Linked DNA regions of Zea mays: region 1 is linked to region 2. A link is a contact called in public Hi-C data. All regions are on one chromosome and are shown on one strand. Each heading gives the region's core, a stretch centred on a gene start, on an enhancer-like site or on the middle of the called end of the contact. The rest is flanking DNA. Distances are from core to core; before and after follow the strand shown. Region 1 has its middle 62 kb from the start of LOC100272522. Region 2 has its middle 82 kb from the start of LOC103647016.

Evidence for each region. Hi-C and Micro-C count contacts between places; a contact is called where the count stands out from the background.
Region 1: a contact with region 2 is called in a Hi-C map of tassel, with 1.9 times the contacts expected there. The contact joins two enhancer-like sites. A contact is called at or near these places in 2 of 25 Hi-C or Micro-C datasets (ear and tassel).

What each region holds. Positions count from the first base shown.
Region 1 is chr2:139,625,075-139,632,080 of Zm-B73-REFERENCE-NAM-5.0, forward strand. No RefSeq gene overlaps it. Among protein-coding and RNA genes, the nearest start is that of LOC100272522, 62 kb to the right of the region's middle. Within about 2 kb of position 3,192, at least 20 of the 20 cell types and tissues checked have an H3K27ac peak or open chromatin away from gene starts, as enhancers often do. A contact at or near this core is called in ear and tassel, where this site is marked.
Region 2 is chr2:139,404,223-139,410,913 of Zm-B73-REFERENCE-NAM-5.0, forward strand. No RefSeq gene overlaps it. Among protein-coding and RNA genes, the nearest start is that of LOC103647016, 82 kb to the left of the region's middle. Within about 2 kb of position 5,344, at least 10 of the 20 cell types and tissues checked have an H3K27ac peak or open chromatin away from gene starts, as enhancers often do. A contact at or near this core is called in ear and tassel, where this site is marked.

The sequences.
Region 1 (7,006 bases), core at 1,942-4,441, 220 kb after region 2:
AGATACTTCGATCAGAGATGGTTGGTTTACAGGTGGTGATGAGGATGATGGTTTTGATTATGATTATGGTAATGGTTTATGGTATTCTTTCCGTTTGGAAAGGATACTTTTGGGTTAACAACTTGGGTTAATGCTAAAACTTGGCTCTCTACTAGTAATAATAACCTGACCAACTAAAAGCAACTGGTTGACCATAACCCCACATAAAGCTAGTCCACTTCAGCCAAACGGGACATTTGCTGAGTACGTTGATGTGTACTCACCCTTGCTTTCACAAAACACCAAGTTGCCTTTGATGCAATCTATGCTCAGGTAAACAAAGAGAAGAAGGCGTGGAGGTGGATCTCCAGGAGTTCCAGGATGTCAATGAGTTCGAGGATTAGGCTAGCGACCTCCCCCAGTCAGCTGCCTGTGGTGGGTTAATTTACGTTGGCTACGTTTCTATTCTGTGTACTTTGATTATATTATGTAAATGGCTCTAGTCTGTAATATTATTACTTACTCTTTATTGTAATTTGAAGCATTGTGCTATGATGAGTCATGTAAGTAATCGCTGTGTACGTGAATTACTGATCCTGGCACGTACATGGTTCGCATTCGGTTTACCTTCTAAAACCGGGTGTGACAGTTATATATCGCAAGGGTGAGCTCACAAAAGATCATAGCTCAACAAGTTGTGGGGAATAATGTGCATGAACTCACCAAAGGTGGGAGCTCATGTGAAGTGTAAGGCTGATCAAAAAATAATGGTTAAAGCTAAGCATTGCTTTTAATAAGTTGGTCAAATTTTATTAGCAGTTACTAAATATAAGTAAATACCAACTCGAATAATGAGAGATCAGAATTAATAAATAAACCACAATGCGATGCAAATGACCAAATAAATTTAATTTCATAAATTACTCATGTGAGGGTCCGAGCCGCTCATGACTGTGAGCACGGCTGATATGCCAGTTTTACACTCTCCAGAGGTTGCACATCTTTACTCACAAGTCGTGTTACCCATTTGCCACGGGGTTGATCAGGCCCCATACACCTCTACCAAGGAAACGAGGCAGGGTAGTACCACGAGGCCTTTACAAAGTTCGACTAGCTTCAGAAAACCCGCTACAGTTTCTAGGGAGCCCAGTATAGGAATCCCCTGTCTGAAAAGCAATCGCAGCAAAATCAACCCGAGAACCTCCCTATACTGACCACTTCCCTACTGCCCTTGCCCCTTTCGGGTAAGGTAGTCCTCCACTAGCTTTCCTAGTTAGTCAGCCAAGGGCGTCCCATACCACCCTTGTGGTAGCACTGTTTTCCCGGGTGGTCGCTCCATGTTCCAATTAACATAATGATCTTGTCATGAACAGTAAATAACACATTTGTAATAAAAGCATGCTCATGAATAATGTGTATCTTAACACCCAATACCACATAAAGCAATAGCAGGTACTACCCAAAAGTTCAGTGGTAAACAAGGTATAAAGATAGCCAAACTGGGGTGACCTATTAGGTCCCATCAAAATTAGCCTATGCAGATCATTAATGATTAACAGGAACATTATTGGGTAAATTGAAGTGATCAAGGGCAAAACTTGCATCAACGAGCTCCTGCTCAGTATTTTCCACCTGCTGAGCACCTGGGTACTCAGTTGCTTGCCCGTCTACTCGCAACATACAAACAAACATGGTACATGAGAAATTAACATCACACCAATCATGAGAACATAATGCATGATAATATTCTACACATCGTAACGAGATCATAGGTTTGAGATTCACTAAATTCGGAGTTACTATTAAAGAGTTATGATTTTCCGCAGTTTTAAGTGTTTAATATAAAATAAATTGAGCAGATAATTTCAATCTATGTTTCATGATAAAACAGAGTTACCAGGTGATGAACAATATTAATACAAAATTAATGTAGTTGGAATGGATTAAAAAGGAGCTAGAATGAATTACTTATAAATTAATTAAGATTCTAAAATTATTTTAATACTTAAAAATCATTTTCTGGCTTAATCTATTGAATCAGAGCTCAAGTTAGACTATGGCTGCAAATTCTGAAACCTTCAGCGGCCAGACCATAAATATTTGGGCTGAATGGTAATAAACTTAGAACACGCGGGGACGACGGGTTTATTTATTAAAACATGAGGGGTTCTTTTGCAAACTTTCTAGGCTGAAGAGGTATGCTTCAACCAGGACCCTCCGATCGCAAACTTACCCTCCCGATTAGACCAGCGCACCCATGAACTGGTACGCGATACTAGACGTTGGATCGAAGATCAACGGTGGGGAGTTTATCTACCCTAGATCGGTTGTAGTCCATTCGATTGAGATCAACGGCCAATAGCTACACCGACCCAAGCGTTACCAGCACGATAATCATGACCGTTCATGTCCAGATCGACGACCACCACCAATCGCGCGCGCAAGACGACCGGACGCGGCGGCGCCCGCCCTCCCACGGCGGCGCCATGGCCGGCAAAATCCACGCAGACGCTCGGTTACACCATATTTGAAGGGGGTCAGTGCTACACGCAGCTAGGACTAGGGCGAACTCACTCGGAACGGTTGCACCGACCACAACACGGTCTAACACGCCTGCCCACGATACTGACGGCGCTAGAACGAAAACCTGACCCTTGAGACCAAATTTGTGCCCGACTAGCACGCCATTAGCACCGGCACGATATTAACCAAGGAGAGGGATAAGGCGAGGGTAAGGAAGAGGGGTCTCACCGCGAGCGGAGGTAGGATTGGCGCAGGACACCCGCGGTGGAGTTGTGTACCTGCCATGCTCCAACGAGGAATTGGGTAGTCGCCGGCCAATTACACGCGTGACCACCCACACCAATACGATCCTTGGCCCCAAGGGAAACCACCACAAACCCAGCCAAAGCCCGAGTGGCGAAGACTTGGGCGAATCGCAGAGGCAACAGCGGCAATCCAATTTGGTTCCTCCCAGATTTCGTCCTTACTGACGGTAGCTGGCTATAGGGCGGAAGGGTGAAGAAGGGGAAAGATACCTCCATGGCACGAGGTTTTTATGTCCGGGCATCGGCGACTGCGGAGCTGGTGGCAGCTGCAACGGCCACCACTGGTTCTAACGGGGTTCGCCGGGCGGTTGACGAAGGAGGCGCCGGTCACGTGGGCCTAGGGAGTCAGCCGGTCAGCACGACCAGTGAACACGTGAATCAAGCAGATAGGATGGGCCTGCCTGTCGGCGCGGTGTGACGCCGAGTTGGGCCGAGCAACGGAGAGTGCGAATGGGCCGAGGGACAAGTTTGAGCACAGCGCGGTTTGTTTGTTTTTATTTTTTTTCTTTTCTTTTTCTTTTCTGTTTTCTTTTCTTTTATAATTTCAGTTGTCAAATTCAGATTTTCAAACTTAAAATTGTATCATAATTTAAAGTACAAATGCAACATTACAAGAACTTCGGCATGAGATGCATATTTCTGTATTTATTTATTTGTTATTTGACCAGCATAATTCCATGAATTGAATATGTACAAAGAAAAGAAAACTAAATAATCTCTAAAGGTTCCTAAATCCAAAATGCCAACATATGCATAGATTTATTTATTTACTTTATCATTTTTCTCTTACATAATTTGGGCTTTACAAATCCTACCCCTTAAAAGGAATCTCGACCTCGAGATTAAGACGAACTAGGAAAAAGGTGGGGAAATTCTACTCTTAATTCTTCTTCTCTCTCCCAAGTGGCTTCATCTTCACTGTGATGACTCCATTGCACTTTGCACATTTTGATCATTTACTCCTCGTAACGGGAGTCAAAGTATCAAGGATTTTGATAGGGTACTCAGTATAAGTCAGATCATCTTGAACACTAAGCTCTTCCATAGGCAGTTGCTCTTCTGGTACCCTGAGGCAATTCTTCAACTGGGATACGTGAAAGACATCATGCACATCTGCTAGATGGTCGGGTAGTTCTAGTTGGTAGGCAACTTCCCTTACTCGCTTTAGGATCATGAAGGGTCCAATAAAGCGAGGGGACAACTTCCCTTTAACTTTAAACCTCCTCATACCTCGGATCGGTGACACCTTCAGATACATATGATCACCCTCCTTAAACTCTAACTGCCTTCTCCGGGTATCTGCATAGCTTTTCTGCCTAGAATGGGCAATTCTCAAGTTCTCCTGTATCAATCGTACTTGTTGTTCTGCCTCTTGTACAATTTCTGGCCCAAAGAACTACCTTTCACCAGTTTGATCCCAATACAGAGGTGTTCTGCACTTCCTGCCATATAAAGCCTCAATAAGGGACATCTTCAAACTGGCCTGGTAACTGTTATTGTAAGAGAACTCCGCATAGGGTAAACTCTTATCCCAACTGCCACCATGTTTAAGAGCACAAGCTCTTAACATATCTTCTAGTACTTGGTTGGTTCTCTCGGTTTGCCCATCAGTTTGAGGATGGTTGGTCGAGCTGAAATTCAGTTTCCTATCCAAGAACTCATGCAACTTCTGCCAAAACCGAGAAGTGACTGGGATCCTCGGTCTAACACGATCTTCTTAGGCACTCCATGTAGACAAACTATTCGTGCCATGTACAACTCTGCTAGTCTGGCACCCGAATATGTGGTCTTCACTGGGATAAATTGGGCCACCTTAGTTAGTCTGTACATAATCACCCAAATAGAGTCATACCCAGTAGATGTGCGGGGTAGACCTACAATGAAGTCCATACCAGTTTCTTCCCACTTCCATTCATGAATCTTAAGTGGGTGCAGCAAACTAACAAGTCTCTGATGTTCAGCTTTCACCCTCTAGCAAACATCACATACGCTACATGTGAAGCTACATCTCTCTTTAGATCATTCCACTAGTACTTCTGCTTCAGATCCTGCTACATCTTGGTACTACCAGGATAGATGGAATAGGTTGAGTCATGAGCTTCCTTCAATATGTTTTCGCGGAGATTGTCAATCTCAGGAACACATATCCTGTTCTTGAACCAGATTGTGCCTTGATCATCCTCTATGAAGTCCAAACCTCTGCCTTCTGCCATAAGATCTTTGATCTCTTGAATCTTGGCATCACCAACCTGACCTTTGTGTATTTCTGGTTCCAAGGTTGGTTCTACCTCTATGGTAACTCCTTTTGTGTGAGCAACTATTCCCAGGTTGAGATTTTCAAAATCTTCTGCTAACTCATAAGGTAGCTAGGTAACAATAACTATGAAAGTCGCCTAGAGGGGGGTGAATAGGGCGAATCTGAAATTTATAAACTTAAGCACAACTACAAGCCGGGGTTAGCATTAGAAATATAAACAAGTCCGAGAGAGAGGGCAAAAACAAATCGTAAGCAAATAAGAAGTGAGACACAAGGATTTGTTTTACCGAGGTTCAGTTCTTGCAAACCTACTCCCCGTTGAGGTGGTCACAAAGACCGGGTCTCTTTCAACCCTTTCCCTCTCTCAAACGGTCACTTAGACCGAGTGAGCTTCTCTTCTCAATCAAACGGGACACAAAGTCCCCACAAGGACCACCACACAATTGGTGTCTCTTGCCTCGGTTACAATTGAGTTGATCACAAGAAAGAATGAGAAAAAGAAGCAATCCAAGCGCAAAAGCTCAAATGAACACAAGTCACTCTCTCACTAGTCACTATTTGATTGGGAATGATCTTTGGACTTGGAAGAGGATTTGATCTCTTTGGTGTGTCTTGTATTGAATGCTATAGCTCTTGTAAGGTGTGGGAAGTCTGAAAACTTGGATGCAATGAATGGTGGGGTGGTTGGGGTATTTATAGCCCTAACCACCAAACTAGCCATTTGGTGGAGGTTGCTGTCGCATGGCGCACCGGACAGTCCGGTGCGCTACCGGACACTATCCGGTGCGCTAGCCACGTCACCCGGCCGTTGGATTCTGACCGTTGGAGCTTCTGTCTTCTGGGCCACCGGACAGTCCGGTGGTGCACCAGACAAGTCCTGTAGACTGTCCGGTGCGCCTTCTGGCGCGTGCTTGACTTCTGCGCGCACTGTAGCGCATTGAATGCAGTTGTAGGTGACCGTTGGCACTGAAGTAGCCGTTGCTCCGCTGGCACACCGGACAGTCCGGTGCGCCAACGGACACTGTCCGGTGCTACACCGGACAGTCCGGTGAATTATAGCGGAGTGGCTCTTAGAATTCCTGAAGGTGAGCAGTTCGGAGTTGGAGTCCCTGGTGTACCGGACACTGTCCGGTGGTGCACCGGACACTGTCCGGTGGCACACTGGACAGTCCGGTGCGCCAGACCAGGGCACACTTCGGCTGACTTTTGCTCTCTATATTTGAATCATTTCTCGGTCTTTTTATTGGTTTGTTGTGAACCTTTGGCACTTGTAGAACTCATAATCTAGAGCAAACTAGTTAGTCCAATTATTTGTGTTGGTCAATTCAACCACCAAAATCAATTTAGGAAAAGGTGTAAGCCTATTTCCCTTTCAAGCTACATGAACATGTTCCTTCCGACTCAAGGCATCCGCAACCAGATTCGCCTTGCTCGAATGATAGTGGATATCCATGTCATAATCTTTGATGAGCTCCAACCAACGGCGTTGTCTAAGGTTGAGATCTTTCTGAGTGAAGATATACTTTAAGCTCTCATGATGAGTATAGACTTGGCACTTAGTCCCCATTATATAATGCCTCCAAATCTTGAGAGCATGCACTATGACTGCCATTTCTAAGTCATGTTTCCGCAACTGGCGAGACGCGTAGGCAATGACATGTCCTTCTTGCATAAGAACACATCCCAAGCCCTGGCGGCACGCATCACAATATATATCGAATCCCTTCTGCAGATCTGGCATAAACAATACTAGGAGTGACGTCAATCTAAACTTCAGTTGATTGAAACTCTCTTGGAATTCATGGGTCCACTTAAACTCTTTCGCTTTCTTCAATAGTGAGGTCATAGGCTTCGCTATCTTTGAGAATCCCTCAATAAAACACCAGTAGTAACTTGCAAGTCCCAGGAAACTTCGGATTTCAGTGACCGAACTCGGTATCTT
Region 2 (6,691 bases), core at 4,094-6,593:
TGCATTTAAAAATTTAGTTTGAAAGCTCAAAATACATTTGAATTCAAAAATTTAAATTAAATCTGAAATAGGAGAATTGAAAACATAAAACCGGCCATTCAGCCCATTATTCTTCTCCCGTTAACACACGTCCACCTGTTCTTTTTTTTCATTTGTTTATTTTCTTGTTGTGAACTTGAGCCGTGATGACGCAAAGCTGGCATGTGCTGAATATTTAAAAATAATACCTTGGAGTCGGCCGCTCGGACTACTAACAATTCACGCACCATCAGTTTCTACTCTAGCTCGCAGTTGGCTTCGACATGAAACAGTCGCTCGGGATTCTACCGATGGAACCACACGACCTCAACAACCAAGCTATAGGGCAGAGAATGCGGGCTGGTGGGCCACTGTCTCGAGACCTTCAACTAAATTCAGTTAAGATTGGATCGCAGAACTCCGAACAGATTCCGCTTATAATCTTGATCGGCTAGCCAAACAAATCCTAACGGACTGCATGGCTGGCATACGGACTCGCCCTCATCCTCTCCGCGAGCACCGCAACAAACTCAACAGAACGCGCGCCTGGCGGGCGAAATCCCTTCTCCGCGTCGTGATCCGTTCATTGAAATCACGGATGCTGTACACCTGGGAACCCAAGCCACCTTCCTCTGAGCCTCCATCAAGCAGCCGTTGTCGAGTGCTAATTCAGCCCAGTCCCTGCCTGATCGCGTTTTCCCCGCTTAGTCTCGTTGCGGTGTGATTGCAACAAACACTGGAGATCACGGAGCCGATCTGGTTGCCTGCTTCACCCTCGCCCTTCGATATAAAATCAATCTCCCTGTGACTCCCCTTGGCCATTAGCAAGTTGAAGCACCGAGAGCCATAGCCGTCGGCGAGCCGAGCGAATCCAGGCTGAAGTGAAAAAAAACTAAAGCCACTGATCTCGGCGTTCGCCGTCGTTCGGTTGTTGTGGGGCGGTGAGGCCTTGGACAGAGATGTTCAGAGCTTATTGCCGTCGTGCGTCGTGATCGGTTGAGTCAACAGCGACTGCTTGCCCAATTTGTCTTACATCGTTGCCGATCCATGGCTCGTGGAGGGTAGCTTGACTGACGCCTAGGGTCGTGGTAAGATTTCTATCTCAAAGTTTGCTTTGCCCTCCGGTTCAGGTAGTGACGGTCGGATCGAAGTTCTTGCGCTGGGTCACCGGATCTCTGCGTACCGGTGATCTGCGCCGCCTTGGAGCTCTTTGCTCTGAGCCGCATGGGTGTTTGGAGGAAGGAGATGGGTCCAGGGCCGCTAATCTGGTGATGGACGGATAAGAATAGAAGTGGCAGTAGCCATTTGATCTCGATCGGCGATTCTAGGGCCGCGACCGCTGGATCCGTAACAGACGTCTGGGATCGCTCTTGGCATACCGGTTCGGTCGGGGTGGCTTTGTGGCCATCGATCGGTGGATGGAGGGGTAAGATTAGAGTTCGCTTTAATTTAATCTGCGCCACTGATCTTCTGATTCGACGCCCGGTAGTGAGTGCAGGATCTATAAGAAGAGCGATCTAATCTGGGCGCTTGAAAGATGATCCGATGGCCCAGATCACACTGTACCCCTTCGCCATGGCTATCTTTCAAATGAGACCCCGTAAAACCCTATAATTTATCCACCGTCCTCGCGGATGTAGTCTGAGTCTGGTAGATTTTATAGAATGAACCCCTACCTTCTCTGTATTAATGTGCCCAGTCTAGAAGCCTGAGGAAATTCAGAATTTATTTTAGAAAATGATTTTTAATACAAAAACAATACTAGAAACTTGTGAAATTCATATTTAATTCATTTTAGCTTCAAATTGATTTATTCCAGTTGTAATAATTTTGTTTTAATATTATCTATCACCTAGTAACTATGTTTAGTCATGAAACCTAGATCAAAATTATCCACTTGATTTATGCTATACTAGGTATTTAATAACTTCAGAAATTCATAACTTAATAATCGTAACTCCGAATTTAGTGGTTCTTGTCTCTACGATCTCGTTACGCAGCGAAGAATATTATTATGCAGTTTGTTCTTATGTTTGGTGTGATGTTAATTTTGCCCATATCATGTTTGTTTGTATTGCTACGACTAGCAGCGAGGTTACGTGTCACCTGAAGAGCAAGTTGGTACCTGGAATCTCATGTCCCAGGCAAGTTGTGCCCTTGATCACTTCTTTTTACCCAGTCATGTTCTGATTAATCATAATGATCTGCATAGGTTAATTTTGATGGGACCCAACAGGTTACCCTAGTTTGATTATCTTTATACCTTGACTCCACTAAACTTTTTGGGTAGTACCTGCTATTGCTTTATGTGGTTTTGGGTATGTAGATTACACTATTCATGATTATACTTTTGTTGTCAGTTGTTATTTATTATTCATGTTAAGATCATTATGTTAATTGGAACATGGAGAACCACCCGGGAAAACAGTGCTACCACAAGGGTTTATGGACACCCTTGGCTGATTAACTAGGAAAGCTAGTGGATGATTACCTTACCCGAAAGGGGCAAGGGCAGTAAGGGAGTGGTCAGTGTAGGGAGGTCCTTGGTTGATTTTGCTGCGATGGCGGTCAGTCGAGGGACTCCTGCACTGGAGCTTCCTATAAACTGTAGCGGGTTTTCTAAAGCTAGTGGAACTTTGTAAAGGCCTCGTAGTGTTATCCTGCCTCGCCTCCTCGGTAGAGGTGTATGGGATTGGCCGTCTCTTGGCAGATGGGTAACATGACTTGTGGGTAAAGATGCGCAACCTCTGCAGAGTGTAAAACTGGTATACTAGCCGTGCTCACGGTCATGAGCAGCTTGGACACTCACATGATTAAATTATGGAACTTAAACTCAATTTGTCATATCCATTGCATCGCAGGTGAGGTTGTTACTTTTGTTCTACTACTTAATTGGGTTGGTATTTACTTATACTTAGTAATTGCTAATAAAATTTTGACCAACTTTAAAAGCAATGCTCAGCTCTAACCATCCTCTTTGGTAAGCCTTACACTTCACGTGAGCTCTCACCTTTGGCGAGTTCATGCACATTATTCCCCACAACTTGTTGAGCGATGAACGTATGTGAGCTCACTCTTGCTGTCTCACACCCCCCATAGGTCAAGAATAGGTACCACAGGATGAGGCGCATGGAGGATGCTGCAATGTGTTCGTGAGAGGTCTAGGTCGTCGTCTCCCAGTCAACTTTGGATTGTTGGACCGTTGTCTCCTTATAATGTAATTATTTATGTATTTATTTTGTATAGAAATCCTCTTATATAGTAAAGATGTGACATTCGATCATGTGCCATGATTCATCATATGTGTGAGACTTGGTCCCAGCACACCTGGTGATTATGTTCGCGCCCGGGTCTTGGTGCCCCGAAACCTGGGTGTGACACTGGAGACTACCCATCTGGAACTCAACGGGAAGTTGTTCGTTAACACGTAGCAGGCCCCTACTTGGCGCGCCAACTGTCGGCGTTTCGACCCCGGGGGGTCCCTGGACCGACGAGTAAATTTGTCGCTGCGCGTCCCAGCCAGATGGGTTGGCGCGAGATGGAACACAAGGAGGAAAACGCGGCTCGTGTTATCCCACGCCAGGGGAGGTGTGCTCGTAGTAGGGGTTACAAGCGTTCGCGAGAGAGAGAGAGAGAGTGAGCCTGTTCGTCAGCTCGTTCTCCCGCGCGACCTTTTGCATGAAGGCCCTGGACCTCCCTTTTATAGATGCAAGGAGAGGGTCCAGGTGTACAATGGGGGGTGTAGCTGGGTGCTAACGTGTCTGGCAGGGAAGTGCCGGAGCCCAGTGTACATGCCAACGTGGCTGTCGGAGAAGTGCTTGAGCCCTGCGTAGGCGATAACGTGACCGTCGGAGAAGTGCTTTGAGCCCTGTAGAAGCACAGCTGTCGGTGCTGCTGGGATCTTGCTGATGTCTCCCTGCTTCCGTAGGGGGCTGAGAACCACCGTTGTCATGGACGCACGCGGGGAGCCATCATTACTTGTTATCGGGGCGAGCCAGATGGGATGCCGGTCTTGTTCCCCCGTAGCCTGAGCTAGCTAGGGGTAGGGTAATGATGTATCCTCCGTCGCGCGGTCGGTCCGAGCCCAAGGTCGGGCGAGGCGGAGACTTCTCCTGTGGCCAAAGTTGAGGCCGAGCCCTGGGGTCGGGCGAGGCGGAGACCACCTTCCGAGGCCGAGGTTGAGGCCGAGCCCTGGGGTCGAGCGAGGCGGAGACCTCCTCCTGAGGCCGAGGCCTAAGGTCGGGCGAGGCGGAGCTTCCTGTTGCGCCTGAGGCTGAACTTGACTGTTGTCAGCCTCACCCTGGTGGGTGGCACGGCAGTCGGAGCGGAGCGAGCGGCGCTGTTTTCCTGTCAGGTCGGTCAGCGAAAGGGCGAAGTGACTACGGTCACTTCGACCTTGCCGACTGAGGCACGTGTGTCAGGATAAGGTGTCAGGCGATCCTCGCATTGAATGTGCCTGCGATACGGTCGGTTGGAGAGGCGATTTGGCCAAGGTTGCTTCTCGACGAAGCCTGCCCGAGCTGGGCCTCGGGCGTGCCGAGGGTGCGCCCACTGCCTGAGGAGGCCCTCGGGCGAGACGTAACTTCGTCCGGGACTACAGTTCTCGCCCGAGGCTGGGCTCGGGCGAGGCGAGATCGCGCCCCTTGGGTAGATGAAGCCTTGACCTGAATCGTGCCCATCAGTCTTTGCGGTTTGTGCTGATGGTGGTTACCAGCCGTGTTTAGGAGTGTTGGGGTACCCCTAATTACGGTACCCGACAGGGAGAGTAGGTCTCCGGAACTCGTCACATTCGAGAGGGAGAAGGCAAATAAGGTTTTTTAGAAGCGCCTTCACGCGACTCCTCGTGCTCTTCTGCATGACTGCCACCGATGTTGTCGATCCTGCCGCTTCCACGTCGTCAATCAGTATATCTAATCAGTACGCATTATCTAATCTAATCTCATACTTTAGTTTATCTGTTGTTATGGATGTATTGTGCGTACTGCTTGCTAGCTTGTTAGCGAACAACATGCTAGTTTATTTATTGTTGTTTATGATTTATATTCGGAATTTAATATGTAATTTATCTATTTATTCAACGATCACTTGGCGTCGGGCAGCAAACAAGAGCATCGTTCTGTGATTAATCCATGATGATCCTTGGAAATGGAGATGACAGGAGTAGCATGCATGCGGCCTTGTCTTGCCTCTCTATGTATCTGTTGGAACGACTCTGAGGGAGGGAGAAAGAAAAGGAGCATCAGCTGAGGTGGTAGTCAGGAAGTGTGTGCAGGGAGTGTGTGGAGGTGAGTGAAGAGGCGCTTTTGGGGATGAGCTGTCAGCAGCATTAGATGCTCCCCGCCGCTCTGACACCCCGCACCTGCGATGTCTCCCCTCGTTCCGCTGCCCCGCTCCCGTCTACCCACCAACGAAACACATCCATCCCATGCCACGGAGCTCATCAGTAGACCATCAAATTGAAGAAGCCAAATATGAGATGGTTCTGGCGGTGGTGGACACTGGCCATAGAGCTCCTCCTTCTAGCCTTTGATCAGCTCACCTGTTATGTGGACTGTAATTGTATAGGATTCAATCAAAACAAGCATATTTGTTTAGATAGTCGAGCTTTTTAATTTACTTCCACACTAGATTCATTACTTTTTTGAACATGCATATTTGTTGTTGGTTACTATTAACCAAAACACTAATTGAACCTACGTAAATACCGACCACCTACGTCCGGAAAAGAAAAGGTCAGCTTGTTTATTTTAGGATAATTAAACTTTAGTCTTTTTAGTCCCTAAAGAAACAAACACGGTAATTAAAAGCCCCTAACTAAAATTTAATCCTCTAATCACCGAGGGGATGACTAAAAGTTACTAAAATCAGTGGCGGACCTATGATTTTTACATAGGGTGTGCCGCAACAAAATTTTCATATAGAATTTTATCTAATGTACATATAATTTCATAGTAAATTTGGTAAACAATTTGATATATAGATATAAAGTTTGACACTAAACAAATAAGCATGAAAATTGCATACATTAAACATAAAGATTGCAATAACACAACTTATCTGGCCTACACCGCATCAAAAATGGTCATTAGGCAGCACCCAGAAAAAGGCAGCACCGCAACAAACTAGCAACTTGTATCAATCACGAGCAGCAGGCAACAAGCCAGCAACTCGCGTCTCGCGGCCGCCAGGAACAGCCGAACAGGCACATGCGTCAGGCAGTTTGACGACTGGGCGTTGGCGGACAGCCGCGCGCAGGCGCAACGCGCACTCGCCAGGCGCCCAGGCCCAGCCGGCCAGCCGCCCAGGCGAACAGTTCGCACTCCGCACTCGCCACTTCGCCAGCAGTAGCTAGGTCTCTACTTGCCAGCCGCCAAAAACAGGTGAACGAGAAGCTGAAGGATCGGGGAAGTTGGAACGGCCTTCAGCGCTCGGCGGCCGAACGGGTGGGGTCCTTGGTGGGCCTAGCTTAGGGTGTGCCAGGGCCCACCCGGACCCCCTATGGGTCCGCCCCTGACTAAAATGACATTTATATAACATGTGTCCTCTCCCTTCTTCCCTGCACCCTATTAAATATGGGTAATGCAGTCTATATGTATAGTAATTAATGCTCTAGCCAGGTTTAGTCACTGAAACCAAATATGTATTTTAGTGACTAAACTTTATTCACTAAAGT